3 separate regions of the Anser cygnoides genome follow, and regions 2 and 3 are each linked to region 1. The links are chromatin contacts, called in public Hi-C maps. All regions are on one chromosome and are shown on one strand. The core of a region is the stretch at or near the end of the contact, and the rest is flanking DNA. Distances in the headings are between cores, read along the strand shown.

What was found. Hi-C and Micro-C count contacts between places; a contact is called where the count stands out from the background.
Region 2: a Hi-C map of liver shows a contact between it and region 1, with 2.0 times the contacts expected there. The contact joins the promoter of SANBR here to the promoter of USP34 in region 1. A contact is called at or near these places in 2 of 7 Hi-C or Micro-C datasets (granulosa cells and liver).
Region 3: a Hi-C map of liver shows a contact between it and region 1, with 6 times the contacts expected there. The contact joins the promoter of FAM161A here to the promoter of USP34 in region 1. A contact is called at or near these places in 4 of 7 Hi-C or Micro-C datasets (granulosa cells and liver).

What each region holds. Positions count from the first base shown.
Region 1 is chr3:6,897,729-6,901,834 of Taihu_goose_T2T_genome, forward strand. It overlaps USP34 (ubiquitin specific peptidase 34), which reads left to right and starts at 1,779. Exons shown (of 80, transcript XM_066995343.1): 1 at 1,779-2,071. The coding sequence starts at 2,029.
Region 2 is chr3:7,112,543-7,116,648 of Taihu_goose_T2T_genome, forward strand. SANBR (SANT and BTB domain regulator of CSR) reads right to left here and starts at 2,037. Exons shown (of 21, transcript XM_013182221.3): 1 at 1,879-2,037. PEX13 (peroxisomal biogenesis factor 13) reads right to left here. Exons shown (of 4, transcript XM_048060726.2): 4 at 3,400-4,106.
Region 3 is chr3:6,757,734-6,761,839 of Taihu_goose_T2T_genome, forward strand. FAM161A (FAM161 centrosomal protein A) reads left to right here and starts at 2,242. Exons shown (of 4, transcript XM_048060946.2): 1 at 2,242-2,375; 2 at 3,229-3,476; 3 at 3,932-4,106. The coding sequence starts at 2,292. It overlaps CCT4 (chaperonin containing TCP1 subunit 4), which reads left to right. Exons shown (of 14, transcript XM_048060949.2): 13 at 268-381; 14 at 631-840. The coding sequence ends at 645.

The DNA of each region.
Region 1 (4,106 bases), core at 529-3,028:
TCAGGCTATCTGAAGGAAATCACACAACCAAAAAAAGCCCTGCAGGGTTCAGTACCTCTAGGAACATTGACTACAAAAACTTGTCTCATTTTGAAGCAGTGCTGTTCTTTATTGTCTTTGCTTAACAAACTGAACTTGATCATGGTTAGGAGAGCATTCTGTGTACGTGAAGTGGGAGGTTACGTATACAAGCACTAGCGTTGTTATCACAGCCCACATGAATATGCATATGGAAATCAAAAAAACTGGATTTCAGCAGTGATATCAAGCTCATACTTCGTATTTTCTCCATTTAAGTCAGTCACTGAGGAACGCAAAACAGCTATCCATTTTTTTCCTAATTTGGCAATTTTGATTTATTTTACTGTCTACTAAACCATACCGCATCTGCATTGCAGCTATTAATAGATTTGTTTCCTTAATCCTATGTACGAGTCAGTGAAGTAGCATCACTCAGAGTAATGCAGTAACTCACCGCTGGGTGGTACTACACAAATAAAAACCACTACGAAATACTATAGGAGCGCCTGCTTAGCGGAGAACGACCAGCCAAGGTATATAACGTGATGCATGTTCAAATTGCATGGATTCGGGAAGACGAGAACGAAAACGCGCGTGTGCACGATTTCATGGGTTTAAAAAAAAAAAAAAAAGCTTTTTTTGTACAGGAAACTGCTGCTCGAACAATTGTCTTCCAGAGGTCTGAAGCAGCAATTCAAAGTGCGCCTGGTAGACAGTTAAATTGTAGTTGTAATCGGCATAAATTGTGCAACTTTGTTTAGAAAAATAATAAAGAACTTAAGTTATAGGATTTTTTAAGACCTTTTCACGAAAATGGGGGTATTTTCAACTATTTACAGAAGTGGCACTTGACATTAGGCATCTATCACGCAGTCTACCAATGTAGCAAACCCCTTTCAGCAGGATCAAGAACTCCGCCACACAGGAGGTAAAAAAAAAATGCAGTTATTTGCACGTAACAATACCGTAGCACTTCAAGTATTTTATTTTCGGGATGCCGGGCTCGGAAGAGCCCCCAGGCGCCTCCCGGCAGTCACCTCAGCAGCCGCCGCTCGGGCTCCCCTCAGCAGGGCTGGGCGGGAAGGAGATGGCCGCCGCGCCTTCCTTCCTTCCCGCGCCCCGCTAGAGGAAGACGCCAGTAACACGTAAAAGACGAGAGACCTCCTGGCAATAGGAAGCCTTCTCGCGTCGCAGCGTGCCGACAAAGCGCTCGCTGGAGCCCGGCGCGACGCGGTAAGCGCTCCCTTCAGGCCGGAGGTCCCGAAGGGCCGCGGCCGCTCTCCTCCCGCCCGGGCCGAAGAAGCAGCCTCCAGCTTGGCTCAAGAGTTTAATTACGGCGAGGGAGCACAGAGCGAGCCCGGGTGGCTCAGCAGAGGCTGCCCGGAGCGGCGGGGCAGCGAGGCCTAGCTCCCCCCTCACGGGAGGCGGGCAGGGCTCGGCGCTTCCCGCCCTACCCGAGGCGCGCGAGGTCCCGCAACCGCCGCCGCCATTTTAGCCCGGCGGCCTCGGCTGCCGGCCCGGCCCCTTCCTCCTCCTCCTCCTCCTCGGCTCGGGGGGGGGAAGGCGGGGCGAGAGGGACGGGAGGAGGGACCTGGCCGCCTTCTCCCGCTGCCTGGTCGGAAACTGCCGAGCTGAGCCCGAGCGCCCCGTCCCCCCCTCGCCGCCGTCCCCTCCTCCTCCTTCCCCCTCAGCAAAATGGCGGCGCGTGGAGCCACTGGGAGCCAGTGAGTGACTCGGCTTCTCCTCCCCGCCGCCGCCGCCGCCACAGGCTCATTTGCATTGATCAGCCGCCCCATCCCCCCCTCCCCGATCCCAGACCAGCCCCGGCCTCTCCCCCCTCTCCCTGCCCGTCCCTGCCCTGCCCTGCCCTTCCCTTCCCGCCCCCTCCCTCCCCTCCCCCCGGCTGACCCCCGCCCCGGCCCCCATCAATCATCAATCAGCAGCACCGAGCGGATCAATCAATGGTCGGGAGGAGGCGGCGGCGGCGGCTGCTGCTGTTAATGAACAATGTGTGAGAGCTGCGCCGAGCTGCTGGAGGTGTTAAATGAGAGTAAGTGCGGCCGCCCTCCCCTGCTACCCTCCCCCCCGGCGCTCCCCGGCCCGGCCCGGGACCCCGCGGCCCCCGCAGGGGCTGGCTTACGGCCCCGCTTCGCCTCCTTCCTCCCGCCCTTCCTCCTCCTCCTCCTCGCCGCCAGGCTCGGGCCTCCCGGCCGCGGGGTGGCCGCCGAAGGGGAAACCTGCCCGCTCCGCGGCTGCCCCCCCCCCCCCCCGCCTTGCCCTCCTCCCCGAGGCCTGTCCCCGTGCCCCCGCATCCCCCCCGTTTGGCCGAGGAGCCCCCCCAGGTGTGTGCGTGTGGGGCCGGGCGGGGACGGAGCCCGCCGCCGGCAGCCGCAGCGGGGCCTAGCTGGCTCCGGCTCGTTGGGGAGCTGCCCGCGAGCCGCTCCGGGGGCTGCTCAGCAGCTGGAGGCCGGGCCTGGGCCGGCCGCCTTTTAAAGCCGGCTCCGAGGGCTCGTGCCTGCCCTCGGCAGCCCGCCGTGAGCCGCGAGGCCGAGGGGAAGGGACGCGGCGGTGGGCGCCGCTTCGCCACCGCCTGTGAGGGAGCCGGCGCCCTGAGGAGAGCGGCCGGGCTCGGCGGGGGAAGGAGATCCTGGGGGCTCCGCCTCGGGGGTGCTCTCCTGCTTCCCCCCGAAGTTTCCCCCTGCACAGGTGCTGGCTGAAGAGCGGGCAGGGCCTGGGGGTGGCACAGCAGGTAGCCCCCCGGCGATCCCCGTCTCGTTTGGGGCACGAAATCCCCTCGCCCCCCCCTGCAGTAGGCCTCGCGTGTCCCCTGGAACCTGCTCGCGGTGCTCCGCGGGCTGCGGGGCACCTTCCTCCCTTCCTGGGCCGTCTTGGGGAGCTGCTTCCTGAACAAAGACCCCAAAAATATATTTCTGGGAGATGCCGAGGGATTTAATCAACTTACCTCTTCAAGTTGGTGATTAGTGGCAACTTTAGGTATCTGAAATCTTAAACGTAAACATTTTCCTGGTTGCACACCACAGTCGGTTTAGAAGCAAATCAGCTTCCAATAAATTGAAACACAGAATGCTTCTTAGAATGGTACCCGGGTAGAGCTTTCCTTCTTTTTTTTTTTCTGTTTATTTAAAGAAAAACTCTCGTGAGGCCTAATTGCATGTGGTATTCATTCTTTGCTAAGATCTATCAGTAGGTACTATGATAGGTGAGAGTTGGCCTCTTACTTGCTGGGGAAATACGATATTCAGCAGCAGTCAGCATTTTATCTGGAAAGCAAAAACGTGTGTGTAAAACTAACTTTCAGAAGAGTCTGGAGATGGGAATAAATCAGATTAAAAGGTTAATATCAGAGAACTGCTGGGTCCTTAATACTGCTTGTTCAGTTGGCTAAGTTTCTGATTCTTATATCTTGTTTTGAACAATCGTTGGGATGTTTACTTAATTTAGCATGTGTATCTTATCTTTCTCAACTGCAGAGGTAGGGAATACATTGGTATTATAGACTGAGTGCTTATTTAAACAGTAGGTTCAAAATAGGTCTAAATTATCAATGGTGCGCCCATGACAACTGTTTGCTGGAAGAGATAACTTCAGTTGGTTTTGATGGGCTGATACGTAATCGTTGTTTAAACTTGATCAAGATTGATATAGTTAAGTAGAAAAAAAATGCAGTGTTAAACTTGGTATTTCAGCAAATCTCTGAATTTCCAGTATGAATTTATTTCTAGGACCGTTTCGAGGTAGTTGGGATGCAGGCATGTAGATATTCCCTTATAGATAAAGTAGTATCATAAATCACTACAATACTGGGTTTTTGATAAACTATGGTCTAGATAATATAATGGATGGTTCTGTGTAATTTAAAATACAAACTTGCTATTTACAGCCAAATTTTCTTTTCATAAATAGCAAGTTTGTATTTTAAATTACACAGAACCATCCATTATAGAACCATAGGGAAATTGTGCACCATTGTTGTTGTATAATGAACTTCCAGAAATGCTGGTCAAATAACACTGGATTTGGTCTTCCATCCAGAGGAACAAGGACGCTTTAAGAAAACATAAATA
Region 2 (4,106 bases), core at 787-3,286, 220 kb after region 1:
CTGAAACATTCAAGACACCCAGCTGGGATTATCAGGACCAAGCAACCTTATTCCTCCAGTTTCAAGTTGAGCACTGGATCAAACACCAGTACAAAGCGTATAAAGTCAATAGTGAATGCTTTACAAATGCAGTCCTCCTAATTTGGAGGAAAAACAAACAAATACCTTTATTTATTTATTTAAATGCATGTTATGAATAGTACCAGGCAACAGCGTAAAAGTTCAAAGCACTGTCTTAGCATACACTGGGAGAAAACTGCTGGCATTAATCAGGGCTTCCATATTCAACTAGCACCCAGCCAGAGAGCTTAATAAGGGCTCATAAAGCACTTTGGACCTTTTCTGAAGTACCTTACCCAGATCACATAAATAAGAGGACCTAAAGGTCACATGCAGAATTTTGACTTTTGTTGTAGAAAGCAAGGACTATAAGGAATTTCAGGGAAAATACACCCGGATCATAGCAGATTTAACTGATTACTTGTTACCAAAAGACTACTACAGGTAGGTATTTCTTTTGCATCGCTTGCTTTCCATGCAGCTAAGAGACAATTAAAACATACAAAATAGCACTGATTTTGCTTCTGATTGAAGAAACCATTCCAGCAATTTTTTAGTTTATTAGTAGAAATATAATTCAGAATAGCAGATAACTGTAAGTTTTCATCCTCTCAAAAGAACAGCTATATGAAACCATCAGGAAAAAAAATAAGAGAACATGCTAAAATAATGCTTAGGTTTCAGATATTTTTGAGACTTAAACACAACAAACAAAACACAGAAGAGGGCACCAGGTTAAAAAGCTTCATTTTAGGAAGACGAGCCAATCTGATAAAAGTCATAGCACTTCAGCAATCCTATCTAAATGAAATCTTTAACAAAGTGTGCCAAACAGCCTGTTTTAAAGGACAAAGATCCTTCCCAGACAAGATGAGCCCAAACTTTCCAGCAAAGACAGATGCCATTTTGAGGTAAATATAAATAAGTCCCTACATTCATCAAGCCCTTAGCCCTCATCCTGACTGAAGCAACAAGAGGTGGCAACGTGGTAATTTGGTGGTGGAAGCTTGTCTAGTCAGTGCACAGACAGATATCAGTATCAGTTGTAATTAAGCCACTGAATATGTACAATATCTGCCGTTATGGAAAGGAATTACCAAGTAAGAAGAGCTCAGCACCACTGGAAAACCTGGGTGGATATAAGATATGCAGCCCAGTTCTTATGCTGCCTTATATGCATGCTGCAGCTGGTTTAAAAGTACACTTAAATGAGATGAGAAAATGATGGAGCACTAGGATCCTCTGGTCTCAAGACATAAAATACACCTAATGAGAGAAAAATTACTTGTAATGTCACATATTCTGTAAGTCACCGCTTTGACCATAACGTGATTATATCAGATAACCAAAGAAAGAAAGAAGAGCAGTTATCCTGCAACAGAACTTATGCTTTAAAGGAGACAATACAGTAGGTTTTAAGCATTGTGCTAGTAAAGATCTTACATACACATCAGTAACTGTGGTTTATGAAACAACCTGCCCATGCACGGACAAGAACTGCTCTAACATGTAATGAAACTCTCAGAAGTAATCGCCTCCCATCCACTTATTTCAGGCAGAACAAAACACGGTGATATATACACGCATTACTGCGAAGATAAGCGAAGGAGCAGGGCTGATTACAAGCCTAGGGATGCCTTTACTTCCATTCTGGCAGTAGCACGGCACGCCTCTCGCTGGCTTCGGACGTACCGGCCGCCAGCCTTCTCGCTGCGTACCCATACCTGTCACGGGAGGGTCTCCCTGAAGACACCCAACTTCGGAGGGGGCACGGACCCCTCACACAGCCCGCGGCCGCAAGGGCCCGGCCCCGCTTACCTGGCGGCTCCAGGCGCGGCGGGACGGGTCCAACGCGGGAGCCGCCCCGGCCCCGCTCCCTGTCGCTGTCGCCGTCCCTGTCACCGCCGCCGCCGCCCCCCTCCGACAAGGGCACCGCCGTGAGGGGACGGCCAGCCGCCAATCAGCGCCGCCTGAGAGGGGAAGCCCCGCCCCCTCCCGGAGCCGAGAGCCAATAGGGCGGCCGGGTGGGGCGCGAAGGGGCGGGGCGCGGCGCGCGCGCTGCGGCCCTCCCCGCCCCGCCCCGCCCGGCCCCGCCTTGTCGCAGTGCAGCGGCAGCGCCCGCCTCGCGCACGGCGTCCGGTCGCCCGGCAACGCGCGGCCGCGCGCGGGGGGGCGGAGCCGGCTGCGGTTCGCTCCCCCCTCCCCTCTGCGTGACGCGCGCGCGGCCGTGACGCTGCCCGGCCTCCCCAGCACGGCGGGGCCCTGAGGGGAGCGGGGCGGCGGCCTCCGCAAAATGGCGGCCGGGGTCCAGCGACTGGCACCGCATTTAACTCCTGGATGTGCAGCCAGGGCGGGCAGCGCCGCTTTGGAATTAACCTCTGCTCCTACACAGCAGTGCCGTGTTTTTTTTTGTTTTTTTTTTTTTTTTTAAATACGAAAAAAATGTATTTGGAAAAAAAAAAAGATTTAGTAACTCAAATTCTACCCCTTTGACAGTTCTACAGACTATGTTAAATTATTGATAATTCAAAGGTAGCAGAACTGGCTCTGTGCATTAAAGTGCTTTCATTTCTAAAGTAAATTCTAAAGCTTGCCTTTGATAGTGTAACAAATTGTCATTTGCTCCAGGGTTTTTTCCTTCGATTACTTCAAACCTAAAGAAAACCTTAATACCACAAAGTAGTATTAAAAACATCTGACATTATTACTGACATCACACCATGCTTGTGTCAATAAAACTGGATGTACAAGTGCATTTGTTTCTAGGAGACATTATCCAGTTGCTTAAAGGTGGTGTGCCCGCAGAATTGGAGCGGCAGCACGGTCACCCCAGGCCCGCTTCAAATCATCCTGCAAAAGAACCACTCCCAAGAGGCAAAGGGGAAAAAAAGTGCATCGTCATCACCTTGGACACACGCAGTTACTACCTGTCATCACAGTGTGAAAGTGTTGGCAAACCCCAACATGTGGCCACACCTGCATGCATGAAAAACTAAAAAGGAGCTACTTACAAAGATATGGTTTCATCTTATCCGTGTTTGGAAAATAAATGCAGCTCCCCTCCTACCACCAACAAGAATATTTATACAACAGCAATGGTGTGTCAAGGAAGTCATTGTGTTGGTTACTGACTTTAAACCTCTTTTGGAAAACTTTCACTGACAAATCAGATTTATAAGAAACTCTTTTCTTTGTATTTACTTGACTACTACATTTCACCAATATGACCAATACGTCAAAGCAATCTTACTAGCTCAGATGCAGTCCAGTTCCACAGAAGGAATTTTTTGAACCTGTGCAAAGAAAGGACAATTTTATTAAGTTCTACTAGACAAAAGAAGTGTTTATAATTTATTTGTCAGAAACCTGAGCGAAGCTTTGAACATGTGCACATTCATGTACTGCTAGCACCCAGAGAACCAGTCAAAATTGGCAGCTGTCATTAGTTCAGATAGTATTCAAGCACAAAATGGTTGGTATGCTGAACAGTCTATAATAACATTCAAAAAAGATTAAAATTTTATATAAGCAAATGCTGTAGGTCTGTTAGAACCTTCTAGGTCTGCTACAGGTATACAAGTAGTGCCAAAGAATAATAAAGGTAGCTCAGTACTTACAGATCTTAAAATAAGAGTCAATTGCCTAATGCAGTATTTCAGCAGTACTTCAGCTCAGTTCAGCAGTATTTCAACTGCACCTCTTTCCTAATCTCCTCTTCTACATACTCCAGCTGGAGCCGCACCTCCTCCTTTTAGTCTTCTCACTGTTCTTAACTTGCACAAGTCTTGAGCAGCCTGTCAACCAGCCTCTCTTTTTCAATCAGCATTCACTGAGATGGTTTTTCTGTAGGCTGACGTACAGGCAGAGATGTAGACAATGAAATTCACACCCTTTCCTAATGCTAGTTTGTACATACAAAGAAAAAGGAAAAATCTAAATCTTGAAACAGTATATATTTTACTTCAATTATTTTTAACACCCTTCTGCAACCAATACAGTTAATTGCGAGCTAAATAACTTCATTTCCTCAGAGCCTTCATTTCGTA
Region 3 (4,106 bases), core at 992-3,491, 140 kb before region 1:
TAAAGACAGGACAAGTTTGTGTATTATAAGTGGATTCTTCCAGAATTAGTGTTGAGAGAGATCATAGCTTGCTCTCTGAACCTGCTTTTGAGTGGATACGTCAAGTAGCCACAGAATGCCTCTACAATAGTAATTCCTGTTGGGAACTGAAGAGTGCAAGCCCTCGGTCTAATTTGAAGTGGGGTGTTGCTTCCAGGATTCTGTTAAAACTTGCTGAATCTAGTTGTAGCCTCGTTTGCCCAAAGTAAAAGGTGCTTGTTCTTGTAGGGTGGCATTTCCAACATCTTGGAGGAGCTGGTAGTTCAACCACTGCTAGTGTCTGTCAGTGCACTGACTCTTGCCACAGAAACTGTGCGCAGTATTCTAAAGATTGATGATGTGGTGAGTAGTGTTTGCATTGCTTTCTGCTTAATCTCTTTCATAAGCACTGGGATAGATACTGTCATCTAAATTGATGTGTTTAAAATAATTCTATACAATTTTCAATTTTCTATACAGTTTTACATGCTGCTTATGCCATTTGGCCATCTAATATATATAGCAAGATATTATAGTGACTAAAAAAATAACATCTTTAATCAGAGAAGTAATTGTTACATACTTCATGTATGTTCTTGGAATTCTTTGCAGGTAAACACTCGGTAAGCTGAATAATGGAAGTTGGGACCGTGCTCCAGAGCTCCTTCTGTGTAGTCTGAAATGTGGTTTCCTCACCAAAAGCGCCTGTGTGAATTGTCTTAAAAAGTCCACAAAGGCTTATGTACTTTTGTCACATTAATTTAATAAAGTTTCTGGTTTCAACAAGGAACTGTTGTTTATCAATAAACATGCAGTAGTCTACCTGAGTCTGTACTTTGTAATTCTGCTGAAACTAAGGTAAACCTTAGTACTTTCCAGAGCTAATTAGCTCTTGTAAAAGTATGTTCTGAAAATGCCATTGAAATTACATAACTTACGCTGTATTACCACAGTAGTTTAGAATTGCTTCTCCTGGAGTTACCCACAATGGAATGATACTTATTTTTCCTTAGATCTGGCTGGACTTTTCACTTGTAGCTGTAAGAATGCTATCACATTCCTTGCCCTGTTTTGTCTTCTGGAGACTACTTTGGTTTCTGATACTACCATAGAATATGAAGGAAAGTCTTTTTCATGCAATTTTATTTAAAATTGGTTTTGGGGAGCCAGTGCAGCTCCAAGGTGTAATATTTAATTTTAAATTGTTCTTTCATTATTTTTTTTCTATGATTGTGTTCAACTCCCATTTTTGTTCAGGAAAAGCCTAGGACTGAAACTGGCCAGCTCAAGTAATGTATATGTGTATACACCCAAACTCAGGGAGAAGTCAAATTATCAAGTATACATTTTTATACTGATGCAAATAATGCTCTATGAAGGAATTCATAGAATAAACATTACCATCTGTTAATATCCGAAGAAAATAACCACCCTTGTTGAGAAAGGCATTATTGCATTACTTGTGCATTAGTGCAGGAGCAAGCACAGTGCACATAAGTGAGCCACTTTGCTAGGGTGAGCTGTAACAAAATACCTGAGCTACCAGGAAAAACCTGGATTCCACAGGTTTCATACAGCTTAGATTTAGTTTGTGCCAAATAGATTTCACAGTTTTGAATTTTTTATAATTTAGAATAAACATTCTAAAATTTATTTCTACTCAGCCAGGAACTGTGAATTAACCCTTTAATACTCATTGCTAGAATTGCCAGATTCCTCTTCGCTTCCTGATTAACTTACATTTCTTACTGTCACTCAGGAGCTGTAGCTTTTAAGTTTCCGCTGCTCTTTTGACTGGCTACTGAAATACTTTGCTATGATTTAAAGCTAAGTATAAGAATCATGATAATTATATAGAGAGAGTAAAGGACAATCAATGGGGACAGTAGTGTTCTGTGCATGTTATTTATTGACTCGTTAAATGTACAAATTACACTTCATAACGGGGTTACGTACAGCAAACACGTCTTAAACTGACTTTGCCAGTCTGGGTGCTAGCTCTGGTGAGGGCTTTCCCATCATTTCAAGCTTCCAATTCTTGACAAGACTTCAACGTGCTGCGTACAGTGGTGTAATTTCTTCATCGGTGTCTTCACGTTATAAAGGACTCGGATCTCCCGGCAGTACCGAGGCGCGGTACCCCTGCCGCCTCCCGCGGAGGCGTGGGGCCCCGCCTGCACGCATCAATCCCGGCTCCCCCCGCAGGGAGGCGGGCCCTCAGCGAGCCGGGGCCGGCCCCGGCCCCAGCCCCAGCCCAGCGCCGTGCGGGAGCCATGGCGGCCGTGCCTGGGGCCGTGCCGGCCGCCCCCGGGCCCCGCGCCCCTCCCGGCGCCAGCAGCCGGCCCCCGGCCGCCCAGGTACCGCCGGCAGGGGCAGGGGGAGGGGGAGCGGGGAAGGGCGGCCGGGGGGCGGTACTGGGCCCTTAAACCCCGCGGCTGGCTGAGAGGGGTTCAGGAAGGGCACTGCCAAAAGCCAGGGGAAGGGCTTGGGGCCTGGGGGCTGATGGAAAAAACATAAAGAGACCAACAGACGGGGAAAACTACTAAAAGCCCGTGTGGAACGGTATTGTGCTATTTTTAGGTGAAGGAACTAGTCCTGTAACATCCTTAAGCAGCGCTTAAAATAATGCAAAGGAAGCCTTTTTAATGCAGCCTAACCTGGGTTTAACAGCGCTTGTCATTAAACTTGTGCAGGCTCTAAAAACGGTTAGCGAACATGCTTACCTCCACACAAGTGCGGGCTGCCAAGCACTGTTTAAACTGAAAGATGTGCAGATCCCTATCACGTCACAACACATTACAGAAATGGCTAAAGCAGCATTTATACAGCACCTAGTGACTTGATTTTAGAATGCTGGAAGGCGGAGAGGGGTGGTTTGTGTGCTTTAAGGCTTTTTTTAGAGCTGTGTACTGAGCAAGGAAAGATTGCGCTTTTTTACAAAACAGCTAAGCTTTTTTTCTTCTGATAAATCCTTCTTGATCTCATTTCCTGATACAAATACATTGATTACAGGGACAGACTTCAGTAGCCTCAGGATATAAATTATTATGCAATAAGATAATTCCACGTGACTCACATGAAAATCTTTATACAGGTATCTATTTGGTGTTAGTGCTTCATTCATTAGACAATTGAATAAAGCAACGTTAAACACATTGTTGCCCTTTATCCTAAGAAAATCAGAAAAATTTACAAAGAAATGTCTTCTAGGACGCTCTTGATGTGGATTCAAATACTGACAGAGAGCAGACCCTCCCTCTACACGGAGACGGTGACAACTGGATAGACTTTTCCAAAATGTGCACTTCCAATCAAGAATATTACTTGAAGCTAGAAGAGTTGAAGAATGCCCACTTGGAAACCATGGCAAAGTTAGAAAGTATGTATCGGAATAAACTCTATTTAAAAGGAGTACAGCCCGTGGCCAGAAAAGGTGCTGCTTCTAATGGGTGTTGCAGGTAAGTTTTGGGTACCTTTTACCTGAAGATTCTCAAGTGCTTTGCAGACACCAGTAAATACAGCAGTTTTTTTCTGCAGCTGGAAAGTGTTACTCTCCCCATTTCCTATAAGCAGATAATTACAGAAAAGTTAATTAAGTTAATTTTAATCATTTAAATGCTTATTCACCTTGAGATTTACAAGTGTGTACACAGCAGGGACTAGGCAATGTGTTTAGTAAAGCACGGTGCCTTTCCTTATGCTGACTTGTTCGTGATCTGAACGTCTTTAAAACTATAATCTGGTGTCAGTGCCTAATGTTCCCTTTTCCCTTTCCTCTCTCCTCTTCTCACCAGCGCTGTTCATTTTTTCCTAATGATGATATTGAAAATGGAAGTCGCTGGCTTTGCATTAATATTGGGCTGGACTCAAAACAGCTTTATTTTCTTTCTTTTTTTTTTCTTCCTTTTTTAAGGCCAACTTGGGAGAAGAGCTCGTATCAGCCTCTAAATCTGCACAAATCCTTCTCTGACTCTGACTTAAGTGATCCCTTAGGCTCAGGTCTGTCTGGTGGGTCTGACAAAGAATTAGCATTTGAAGAAAATGGTAGTGAAACTGGATCATCATCATTTGCTAAGGAACGGATTGAA